Regions from separate parts of the Zea mays genome. Here all the other regions are linked to region 3. Evidence: chromatin contacts called from public Hi-C data. All regions are on one chromosome and are shown on one strand. The core of a region is the stretch at or near the end of the contact, and the rest is flanking DNA. Distances in the headings are between cores, read along the strand shown. Region 1 holds the start of LOC542212 (ribulose bisphosphate carboxylase small subunit 1). Region 2 holds the start of LOC542147 (narrow sheath 2). Region 3 holds the start of LOC103655810 (lysosomal Pro-X carboxypeptidase).

Region 1 (4,216 bases), core at 1,055-3,554, 190 kb before region 3:
TTTATTTTTGGATAATTTTTTTGGCGGCAAGATGCCGCCAAAAATAAGCTATTTTCGGTGGTATATGGCTTATTTTTGGCGGCTTTTGACCGCCAAAAATGATTTTGTCTCCTGTAGTGGGTGTGCTTCTGTTGTTACTGCAGCGCGCATGGCATCGTGGGTCCAACGATAATCTAGGGCCAACTTGTCGACGTCGACCTCCTCGGAATCATCGTCCTTTTAGAGCATGTAGAAATAGGTCGCGTAGAGGTCGTACGACTCCACAACGCCCATGAAGGTACCGAACCCTGGGAACGTCTTCCACAGTACCTGCCCCAGCAGCGCCTCCATCCCTATCTCGTGCGGAACCCCTACGGTTTGCGGAGCGAGGGGAGGCCAGTGTGGTGGTAGATCGGGCGCGAGGGCCTATGTCGCAGCGAGATCGATGACAACTTGTGGGAGGGGATTGTGAGGGGCCTACCGATTTCGCACCGTCCGCCCCACCAGCGCCTTCATATCCCTATCTCGTGCGTGGAACCCCTAGGGTTTGGGGAGCGTGGGTAGGCCAACACGGAGGTATATCGGGCACGAGGATCTGTGTCGCGACGAGGTCGGAGGCAACATCGCCAGGCAAGATCTCGGGGCGAACACGGAGACTGTACAGACCTGGGGCCACCAACGCATTGAATTGGAAAGTGACACAAGAATGCGGTTTTGCCTTGTATGTGTTGTAGTTGTTAGACCGTGGGTTAGATTATAAAATGCATAAGGATTTTTTAAATGGACGACGGTGGAAACGAGAAAAACTGATGCTTAAGGGTCTGTATGGAAGCTCCCAGTTTTAAGAAATTGGTTTATCAAGATGAGGTGGTTTCAAACATATCAGTTTATGTGCTTGTTTATGGAAACTGGATTCTCGGTTTCTTAAAACCAAGAAGCTAGCCTCCCCTAGCTAAAACTAATTTATAGAAATTGAGATGGTTACAAACACGATTAACCAGTTGTTTTTATAAACCAATTTCTGGAAATTAGAGATAGAATCTGGCTTCTTAAAAACTAGGTTGCTTAAGGACAGGACCTTATATCAGTAGAGAAATGGTAGAATGTGTAGTCTAGAAAAATTTATGCATATTTCTATGGTTGTTGAATTATTTTCTATAATAGATTATATTGGTAAGACAAAAATATGTGGAATATTTAGTTAATTGAGCACGTAGGTACATAAGTAAGACACAAATTTAGCGTATTTACATTGCTTAGATACGCGTAATCTAAAAGACATATTTTTTTGATTATGAAAACAAAAAGTTCCCCACCTTTTGTAATTTCTTGCATACGGTTTCGCAAAACGAAAAAAATAACAAACATCGACCATAAACATTCTTTGAAAAAGAACATATATCCATGAATCGAGCTCCCTTTAATCTGGCGCTAGATCTGCATCCGCGGCTTGCAAAGATAAATGGCACATTTAGTGTGTTATTTTGCAATACCTTTCATAGTAGATATCCTTAAATGCAGTTTTAGGCATGTTTGGGTAATTAAATAACATTTTTAGGAGGAGTTTTAGATTTACCTTTCTTTCGTGATGACTGATGACAGACGTGGGGAATTCAAATGCAACTCTAGCGAAAGTTCATATATTTTTCATAAATAGCTGAGGCTGGGGTAATTATTTTTTTTGTAGAAAAATAGAATAGGTGGAATGGTTGGGGAAGGCGTAGGCGCTCGTGGACGACGCCCGATAAAAGACAAGAGGCGGAATTGCCATGAATTCGAGGTAGCTAAGTAAGGCGCATATATATGCCAAAAAATTCTACTGTCACTTTCCAATTTCAATGCGCTGCCAAACAAGCCATCCTGGAAACTGACTTGAATTCAGCCCAATTCTGTAGATCCAAACAGGGCCGGCGTCAGTGCCTCAGGTGAGAGAGCAGCAGACGATGCAAAGAGCCAAAACTGCAAGCAGACGCAGCCGAAGCCGAAGCCGAAGCCCAAGCCCAAAACTGTTTTGTCTTTGCCCAGAACCGCGACGAGCCTAAACTGCGCTTCCTCCTATCTACAAGTCCCTGGCACATCACGCATAGTCCAACCATGGCGCGCAGGCGATAAGGCGCGCCACGGGGACGCGACATGTGGTGGCGGACGCGATCAGGATAGGGCCAGGCTGGCCGGGCGCGGCCACGGGAGAACGGTGGCCACTCGTCCCACATCCGCTTCGTCCTGTCCTGTACTGCGTCCTGCCCCCAACGAGAGCCGGAGCCGGCCATCCCGTCGCACACTCTCCCCCTCTATATATGCCGTCGGTGTGGGGGAGCCTACTACAGGACGACCCAAGCAAGCAAGCAAGCAGCGAGTACATACATACTAGGCAGCCAGGCAGCCATGGCGCCCACCGTGATGATGGCCTCGTCGGCCACCGCCGTCGCTCCGTTCCAGGGGCTCAAGTCCACCGCCAGCCTCCCCGTCGCCCGCCGCTCCTCCAGAAGCCTCGGCAACGTCAGCAACGGCGGAAGGATCCGGTGCATGCAGGTAACAAATGCATCCTAGCTAGTAGTTCTTTGCATTGCAGCAGCTGCAGCTAGCGAGTTAGTAATAGGAAGGGAACTGATGATCCATGCATGGACTGATGTGTGTTGCCCATCCCATCCCATTTCCCAACCCCAAACGAACCAAAACACACGTACTACGTGCAGGTGTGGCCGGCCTACGGCAACAAGAAGTTCGAGACGCTGTCGTACCTGCCGCCGCTGTCGACGGACGACCTGCTGAAGCAGGTGGACTACCTGCTGCGCAACGGCTGGATACCCTGCCTCGAGTTCAGCAAGGTCGGCTTCGTGTACCGCGAGAACTCCACCTCCCCGTGCTACTACGACGGCCGCTACTGGACCATGTGGAAGCTGCCCATGTTCGGCTGCAACGACGCCACCCAGGTGTACAAGGAGCTGCAGGAGGCCATCAAATCCTACCCGGACGCCTTCCACCGCGTCATCGGCTTCGACAACATCAAGCAGACGCAGTGCGTCAGCTTCATCGCCTACAAGCCCCCGGGCAGCGACTAGACCGCGCCCGCCGGCCGCCCCCCGCCGGCTAGCTAGCTAGCTAGCTCCTGCGTGAGCTAGTAGCTAGTGCCATGCGTCGTCTCTGTCGTTCGGTTTTGCTTCGGGTCACCGTGTACCCTTTGCTTGCTTGGTTTCTTCTTTCCTTTTTTCCTTTTTTTTTCTTCTTTTCCCCGGCCATGGTTCCTTTGCTTTCCAGCAGTTCTCTGCTGGATGTGATGTATCCATTGTTGCAATCATGGCCTTGCATTGGCTACCTCTATACCTGCTACAAAACTACTGCAACGCCTATATATACTTGGGGTGAGGAACATGTGAATGCAAGCTCCGGCTATCATATACATGTAATATGGATACAAACTATATATATAAATCCGCCGAGGCGCCGACAATACTATACGACACCGTGTTAAGTTAATATATAACTGGTGCTTTTTATTTATATATCTGTCTCATCATATATATGCTAATTAATGGATGTGTGTCCTCTTCACTTCAATTCCTTCTTTCCTTTCCTATGTCTTTTTTGAGATCTTAAGTGAACGAATTCGAGATGTACCAACAAGCGTGATGCTATTATTAAACTGCATATATATGTATATACCTATCTTGTGGAATGGAAAACGAAATAAGCCAACAGATGCAGTTTTATGTTTACATCACACATAAAGTAGTGCTAGAACACTAGCAAAATGAAACCAGAGAAACGAATGAAAAACCAGAGAGAAAATATGTGGTACAGAGCGCACGAGTAGATCAGATGATGTAAAGTTTGAATGATTGGCAAGTGATTGTACCGGCCTACTCCCACTGTCGATACACAGCTTTACTGATGGAGACTGCAAGGCAAGTCGACGGCCGTTTTCTTACATGTACGACAAAGGCACACTGCTACTTCTCTTTTTTTTCGAGCGAGTAAAACCCCATTTCTATTATTACCATATATTTTCTATTATTACCGTAATAGAAATATAGCAGGTCCAGATACAATACAGAAGGTCAAGTAAATGCAGAGTAACTAAGGTAACTCGCAACAGAGTTTCCCTATCACAGTAGTTATCTGGTTTAGATGACTTGACAGAGGACTCCTATTACAGGCACGGCACAGATAGCCAAAAGGTAGGAGAAGAGAGATGACCTAGAGTGTTGTGAAAAGGGCTAAAGGGGTGACATACACC
Region 2 (3,862 bases), core at 842-3,341, 240 kb before region 3:
CGTCCGAGCGTGATCACCACGCACGATGTGTGAACGTGACGCGGTGGAGCGCGTGTTCGGCGCCCAGACCTCCACTCAAACTTGTTGCGCTCATTTCCTGCGAGTTATGGCGCAAGAAGTGGACATGGTTGGAGGCTTGACGTCCTACGATGCATAGCGACTACAATAAAAGAAAAACACAAAAAGGAGGTAGGCCGCTCGATTTGGTCTGTCCAAAAGAAACTGTGTGTTCATGTGTTCTGTGAGAGCAGTTCATCTTCCACGGTGCCGTGGTGCTGAGAGCAGCGAGGCCGAGTCTTCACCTCTGACAGTTTCTACTAACAAATAAGGAGTTTTTGAATTTACTACACTTGTGATTATAGAGCTCGCATACCTGAGGTCATGATTTTTTTTCACTATTTTTGGTTTGCGATTCCTAGGTTTTTGTTTGTTGCAACATATCAAATATGACAATCTAGGTAATTGGCCACAGGTTCTTTTTATTGGGCTCACTTTCTAGTATATATTTTAAATGTTCCGTGCTCCTAGACTGATTTTCACGCTTTCATTGTTTTTCATGACATGTACCCTACTGGTTTCAGCTGTTTTTTTTTTTGTCCAAGAAATATCCTGCGTGATAAAACAAGTCACCAAGATAGATATATAGATAAATTGAGATAAAGTACTGAAACTTAAACGTAGTTATAACAACACACAATACAACGCAACGCAACGATATAATGACACACTTGAGACGATGACCGAATCTACTAGCTAGCAAATCAAAGAAATACCAGAAGCCAACAATGTAGAAACTAAAGCGATTTAATAATGACGATGCTTAAATTAGTTAGTGGATGTGGAGCAAGAGGACGACTTGGAGCTGCTGCACTCGTCCTTGAGTCCAGTGCTCTTAGTGGGGAAGAGGTCCAATGTCTTGAGAGGGCGGCGGCAGCATGCCGGCAGCTGCAGATGAGCTGCGCCACCCTCGTCAGAGCTGCCTGATGCCGCACCGCAGCTGGCGTTGCAGTGATCCATCGCCTCTGTGGCGTCCCACACCTCCAGCTGATTGCTGCTGCAGCTGTTGTATAACCCAGCTCCACCGCCATAGGCACCGCCTGCACCAGTAGCCCTATTTCCTGCTCCTGCTCCTGCAAGGTCCACCATGCCGGCAGCGGCTGGGTTGAGCACTGGCGTAACAGTCGCCGCCTGCTGCCCCAAGTAGCCCTAATAATAATCAAGTGATGAACATGCACATTTATATATAGATACATCAAGAATGCATGCACTAACAAGGTACAAAATTAACTGAAATTGGTACTAATATGATTCTGTATTTAGTGATTCTATACCAGATGGGGCATGCTGAAGCTGGTTGCGTACGGGTGGTGGTGATGGTGCAGCTGCATCACCGCCGGATGCACACAGGGGGCGCTGCTGCCGCCTGCTGCCGGAGGTGCAAGAAGGGTGGCGCTGCTGTTAGGGCTCGAAGCCGGCGCTGCTGCGGTGGCCTGCTGCTGCTGCTGCGCGTACTGCTGCTGGTGCCGGGCGCAGAGGCGCCGGCGGAGCCGCTGGCGCTCACGGGCCTTGTGGTTTTGGAACCAGTAGAAGACGTTCTTGCCCTCGATGCGGCCGTAGTAGGCCAGGTGCGCCGTGATCTGCTGGATCTCCGCCGCGTTGGGCGTCCTAACGCCGCTCCGGTACATCTCCTCCAGGATCATCAGCTGCTCCGGCGTCGGGCACCAGCGGGTCGAAGGTGTCTGCGGCATGGAGGATGCTAATGCTAATGCTAGATCGGATCGATCGACTGACGATGGATTCAACACGCCTAGCTAGCTCAATCCTAGGTAGGAAGCTTAGCTGTGTGTGCGCTGACTGCAGAACGACAGCTAGCTATATGTGTGTGTCGTATATGCGTTCTAAGAAGTTGTTTCTACCTGCAAATCATATATGCATCGATCAATCAGCAGTCTATCATGAGCTAACAGGCAACCTGCCAACCTCTCACACACATAAACACAGCTCGATCGATCAGCAGCCAAATGCCGTGGGTTCCTAGTCTCTGTCTCTGGGATTTGCTAGGGTGAGGACGATTAGACTGGGATGGAAGCTGGGTAGATAGAAGTAGATCCTCCCGTTATATAGAGGTAGCTGCTAGCTGCTAGGGCCAGGCATGCATGCGCAGCTGCCGATCCAATGGTCGATCGTCTGTGAAAGCGACAATGCATATATGCATATGCAGTAATGAACGAGAGATGAATGAAGTTGGGCCGACCAGAAAAAAAAAAGGTAGGCAGCGTGTGAGAGACAAATTGGTGTACATCAAAACGGCCAGAGCTTGCAGTGATCCTCTTTGACCAACGCGGCACCAGTGCTAGCTACAGTCTTACTACTGTCCATGGGAAATAAATTGGCGATGGTCACGCAGAGTTATATATTACATGCTCTGCCACAAGTAAAAGCTGGCTAGCTATAGCTCCTACTAGCACTATATGTGAAAAAAAGTTAACTCAATTTTTTTGAACTAACAGCAGCAGGTTAATATAAATTTGTAAGGAGAAAAGAAGAGTTACACTATCACAACTATCATCATCAATTTGTACATTATTTCGATCAGCCTGAGCAATACATATCTGTGTATAGAGGATGATAGCGGCAGTGCTGCTGTAAGATAATCCCTAATAACAAGCACGGACACCTTTTCTTCCTCATCATCACTATCATATGAAGATGACATTACTGGATAAACGACCATCTCACTACCGGAATCCGAGGCTTTGCCGAGTGTTGGCTTCTTTGCCGAGTGCCTTTTGTCGGGCACTCGGCAAAGAAAGCTTTGCCGAGTGCCGCACTCGGTAATGTTAGGCACTCGGCAAAGACAACTTTGCCGAGCGCTGAACACTCGGCACAGAACGGCACTCGGCAAAGACAACTTTGCCGAGTGTCAAACACTCGGCAAAGTGGGCTCTTGGCAAACGGCCGTCAGCGGCCGTCCCAAAGCTGACGGCCGTTAGTCTTTGCCGAGTGTCATCCGTTGGCTCTCGGCAAAGAGATTCTCTACCGAGTGCCACATAGTAGGCACTCGGCAAAGCATACTTTGCCGAGTGTCATTCCTGGACACTCGGCAAAGTATATTTTTATTTTTTTTATTTTGTCTCTCGAAATTTTTGTGGTATGTTTCTACACTATGTAGACCTACATGTATCATTTGTGGACAATTTTAACAGAGTTTTCAATCGTTAGTAGATTTAGTTCGTTTATTTGAATTTCTTCGGAAAATTTAGATTTGAACTGTAGGTCACTCGAAACTTGGAAAACCGTGCATGCAAAAATAATATTCATGTTACTTAGCATTAGTTACGACCGATTTCAGGAGCGGACCGGAAACTTCGAGCAACATGCTCACTAAACATGGCCGTGAACTTGCCATACACATGTTTAAAAATTGTATAAAACACAAACAAAGTCAAAAAATCCTGAAACTTGTCCACGTGTCATGATATCATATGTACAGGCTGCGATAAAAATTTTAGAATGTTTGGAGAAAGTTGTGGGACACTATTTGTAGAAACCTAGGAGAACTACACATGAAATCATAGAGTTTCAATGTAGTTCTCCTAGGTTTCTACACATCTCACTACTATCAAAACCATATATGGCGTGGAGGTTATAACGGTAGCAACGTCAAACATTCAATAAGCTAAAATGGTACCAATGGAATCTGAAAATGCATACAACTTGCATTTGTGATACAATACTACTAATAAAATACGACGAATAAATCTGTGGAAATTTGAAAAGAATTTTGGTGCAGATAGGCCTATATATGGAAATGTGATTTGCTAAGTGAAAATTTTGCCTGAAACAAATAGAAGTCATATGT
Region 3 (4,164 bases), core at 1,382-3,881:
TACAAGCCTGGCTATTATTACCTTTGTATGTGATTAATGAGCAAGGAGGTAGAACAATTAGTGAGGGTTTGGGACGGTCACACTCTTATGTTGTCTTTTAGAAGACACGTTTCAGAGAATTACATAGATATGAGCTAGGGGCTAGATAGCTTGATTGAAGGTATCTTAATAATGAGTATGATCAGATTATGTGGACCTTTTCTTTTCTGATGGTGTATGTGCTATGCAGAGTCCTTGTATGCAATAAATAACTGTGGGGGAGTTTAGTTTTCCCTGTTTATGGCAGTTAGGTTAGGTCTGGAAACCTAAAAATACCACCAAGAGTTCACTTCTTTTCATATGGTTACTGTCTAACCATGGATTGCTTACCAGGGATAACGACCTTGCCAAGACGAGGGAGCTAGGTTAATGGCCGTCGTCCTTCCCGTGCTGTTCTGTGCTGAAAATGAGTCCGTTTCACGCACTTGTTCTTTGGTTGTTGTATCTCCAGAAATGTTTCGAGCTTGATCTCAAACATTTTGGGTTAGAGTTGGAGTACTTGCTCCTCGTTTCCTACCGTGGAACTCACGAGCGGGCCAGAAAGCTGGACATCTGATGCATGGTGGGACATTCTGCCTGGCTACAGCCAGGGCCGTGTCAGACTTTCAGCCCAACCCACGGAAGGAAAACGAGTAGTAGTCCAATACGAGTCGATGATGAGGATGATTAGACCGAGAGGAACTACACGAAGTAAAATAAAAGGCTCGCAGATATCCATAACTTTAAAGAACATACATGTAAATGATTGTACTACACAAAGAAACATTTTTTCGAGATTTTTCAGCTCTCTCTATCTGCACAGGCTTACGAGCAGTATCTTGAGCTAAATGAGGCATAGGGGCAAATCACTGTGACCAATGCAAAGAACATTTGGAAATTTATTTGGGGTTCAGAGATTTTCTCTACAAAGAAGACTTACAGGCATCTTATGGGACATATTCAAGTTCACCACATTTTCAAATCGCTTTGGAAAAATAAATGTCAACCAAAGCATAAAGTTTTTTATTGGTTGTGGCTGAAAAACAGACTGAACATAAGGAATATGCTGAGGAGGAAAAACATGACACTTGAGTCATACACGTGCGAAAACTGTATCTGGCAAAAAGAGGAAACACTATACCATCTCTTCCTCATATGCAACTTTGCTAAGGCCTGCTGGAATTCAATTGGTTTGACGCTATTGGGGACTTGTTCTCAAATACTATGAATCAATAACAAGGCAACACAAAATGTTAAATATCAACGCCCTTCGTCCTTCGAAACATTATTTCCCTTAGGATATAATGATCTTCAGACGAAAGTCATGAAGGACATACCTTCGAACATCGAAAGTATGAAGGTAATAGAAGGAAGTGTGTAAAATACAAAAAGATAACATAAACAGTCATATAGCATTATCAACTCATCTTCATTATATTATCATGAGAAAATAAAAACAATATTAAATTACACTTTGTACCTTCGGCTTGAAAGACAACAAAGGTACGAACGTGATGCAAAAGCAAATGTCAAGTCAGCGTGAACAGTACGGGAGCACTGTTCATCTATTTATAGGCACGGGACGCAGCCCATGTAAAATTACACCCATGCCCTTTACATGTACTAATGACTCTAGTGATCCATCGAGGTCTAAATAGCCTTTTCCCTTTTAAGTCGGTTTCCTTTTCTGCTGTCATGCCGAAGCTCCCTTGCGCGTAGCTTCGGCGCTGCATCAACCTTCGTGTTCTTTGTGCTTCTTCCACTGTGGTTCTGATTCGAATTCGAAGATACCTGTTCATATATTACAACTCCAGAAACATTGTTAAATCATGTTTTTGAGAACCTTCGGAAGACGAATGCCCCCAACAGACGCCTCCTAGAATTGCTAATCCCGAGGAGGCTTCGGCAAATCTCAAACAACAACTCAATGTTCCCTTCTCTATGGAGATAGTTATCCTCATGACTTGGAGCATTTGGATGTGACGAAATGCATGGTTATTTCAGAACAAAGATCCAACGGTACAGCAATGTAAACATGAATTAATAAAAGAATTACTCCTGGTCATCCATAGAGCTCGGGTAAGATTCGATTCCTCCATTCCTGACTGGCTTCAGCAATGGCAGTCATAACTAACCATTCCCTTGTGTAATATGACTATCTGTATGCTCTAAACTGTAATTTTCTAGTTTTAATAAATTTTTCAGTAGGGTTCCCCCCCTCCTGTTCTCTAAAAAAAAGAAACATTTTTTTAAGAAAACAAAATAAAATATACACCATGTATATGAATGTATCTAATAAATGACATGTGTATACATATATACCGCATGATTATAAATTATTTTGTTTATAAAATAATTACAACTCTATAATTATCCGTTGCATGTGTACTACCATATCCGTTTACTAGATCCGCCCCTGCCCACATCATCGGCAGTTAGTTTAGTTAGTTCCAACTTTTAAGCACGTCGGTTGCTATATACTAGTACGTACTGTATTTTCGATCTTCTCTTAACAGAAAGATCAGTCCATTCTCTAGCTCGTAATAGGATATCAGATCGATAGTAGCCTCTCTCATTCACCAGGAGTCACTCTCGATTAATCTGCAACGTCGATGGTCATGGAGAGAGTCGTCATCGCTGCCGTCTTCCTTCTCCTCTTCTCATGCCAACCATCTGAAGCGGGCCGGGTCGTCGTCCGGCGGCCGCCGCCGACGCTGGCGAGGCGGCAGCGGCACTACACCTCACCGCGCGCGGGCGGCGACGGTGGTGGAGGCGTGTCCGTGCCGCCGGCGGTGCAGTACGAGACGCGGTGGTACACGCAGCGGCTGGACCACTTCAACTCCGCGCCGGCGAGCTACGCGACGTTCCAGCAGCGGTACCTGGTCAACGACACCTTCTGGGGCGGCCCGACCGCGCCCATCTTCCTGTACGCCGGCAACGAGGGCGACGTGGACCTCTTCACCAACAACACGGGGTTCATGTGGGAGTCGGCGCCCCGGTTCCGCGCCTTGCTCGTCTTCGTGGAGCACCGCTACTACGGCGAGTCCATGCCGTTCGGGGGCACCAGGGCGGCCGCGTTCCGGGACGCCCGCACCAAGGGCTACCTCACCGTCACGCAGGCGCTCGCCGACTACGCGTCGTTCGTGCTCAGCCTCAAGGCCAACCTCAGCGCGCCGGCGGCCCCCGTCGTCGTCTTCGGCGGCTCCTACGGCGGCATGCTGGCCGCGTGGATGCGCCTCAAGTACCCGCACATCGTCATGGGCGCCGTCGCGTCGTCCGCGCCCATCCTCAGCTTCTACGGCATCGTCGACCCCTACGCCTTCTACGACCGCATCACCGACGACTTCAAGGTATATATGAAATTATCTGCATGCATGCATGGTTTGGGTTCGATTCTTTTTTCTTGGTTGCCACCAGAGCGAGAGCAAGCACTGCTACGACGTGCTCCGGAAGTCGTGGGACGTCCTCGACGATGCGCTCGCCACCAAAGAAGGCCAGGCACAGCTGAGACGTACATTCACCATGTGCAAGTGAGTTCTTCCACTACTGGATCCCGGATTCCCGGTCAAGTCGATGGCATTATTATTATTATTATATATATATATATATATATACGCTGATACGCACATGCATGCATGCGCCATGCAGTGGAAGTAGCGTGCAGGACATCCCGTCTCTGCTGGAGAGCGCGGTGGTGTACGCGGCCATGACGGACTACCCGACGCCGTCGGGGTTCCTGACGCCGCTGCCGGCGTACCCAGTCCGCGCCATGTGCCGCGCCATAGACGCCAGCCGGGCGGAGTCGGCGGAGGCGAGCTCCGGCGCCGCCAACGACGGCAACAGCAACAGCACCGCCCAGCTGACGCTGTCCCAGGTCCGGGACGCCATGGACGTGTACTACAACCACACGGGCGCGGCGGCGTGCTTCCGCGCCGAGGAGGACGACGACCCCCACGGCATGTACGACGGGTGGAACTGGCAGGCGTGCACGGAGGTGATGGTGATGGCGTACGGCATCCGCGACGGCGGCGTGCTGCAGCCGTCGCCCTTCAACTTCACCGACGTCGTCGACAGCTGCCGCAACTACACCGGGCTGCCGCCGCGCCCGTTCTGGATCGAGACCGAGTTCGGCGGATTCGTAAGTGG

The links. A called contact is a pair of places that touch in the nucleus more often than the background predicts.
Region 1: a Hi-C map of ear shows a contact between it and region 3, with 8 times the contacts expected there. The contact joins the promoter of LOC542212 here to the promoter of LOC103655810 in region 3. A contact is called at or near these places in 3 of 25 Hi-C or Micro-C datasets (ear, leaf and tassel).
Region 2: a Hi-C map of leaf shows a contact between it and region 3, with 6 times the contacts expected there. The contact joins the promoter of LOC542147 here to the promoter of LOC103655810 in region 3. A contact is called at or near these places in 3 of 25 Hi-C or Micro-C datasets (ear, leaf and tassel).

Annotation. Positions count from the first base shown.
Region 1 is chr4:196,176,189-196,180,404 of Zm-B73-REFERENCE-NAM-5.0, reverse strand. It overlaps LOC542212 (ribulose bisphosphate carboxylase small subunit 1), which reads left to right and starts at 2,304. Exons shown (of 2, transcript NM_001111824.1): 1 at 2,304-2,511; 2 at 2,676-3,293. The coding sequence starts at 2,365. The coding sequence ends at 3,041.
Region 2 is chr4:196,231,803-196,235,664 of Zm-B73-REFERENCE-NAM-5.0, reverse strand. It overlaps LOC542147 (narrow sheath 2), which reads right to left and starts at 2,091. Exons shown (of 2, transcript NM_001111772.1): 1 at 1,332-2,091; 2 at 644-1,206. The coding sequence starts at 1,748. The coding sequence ends at 826.
Region 3 is chr4:195,989,238-195,993,401 of Zm-B73-REFERENCE-NAM-5.0, reverse strand. It overlaps LOC103655810 (lysosomal Pro-X carboxypeptidase), which reads left to right and starts at 2,631. Exons shown (of 7, transcript XM_020552289.1): 1 at 2,631-3,368; 2 at 3,436-3,548; 3 at 3,667-3,823; 4 at 3,878-4,156. The coding sequence starts at 2,631.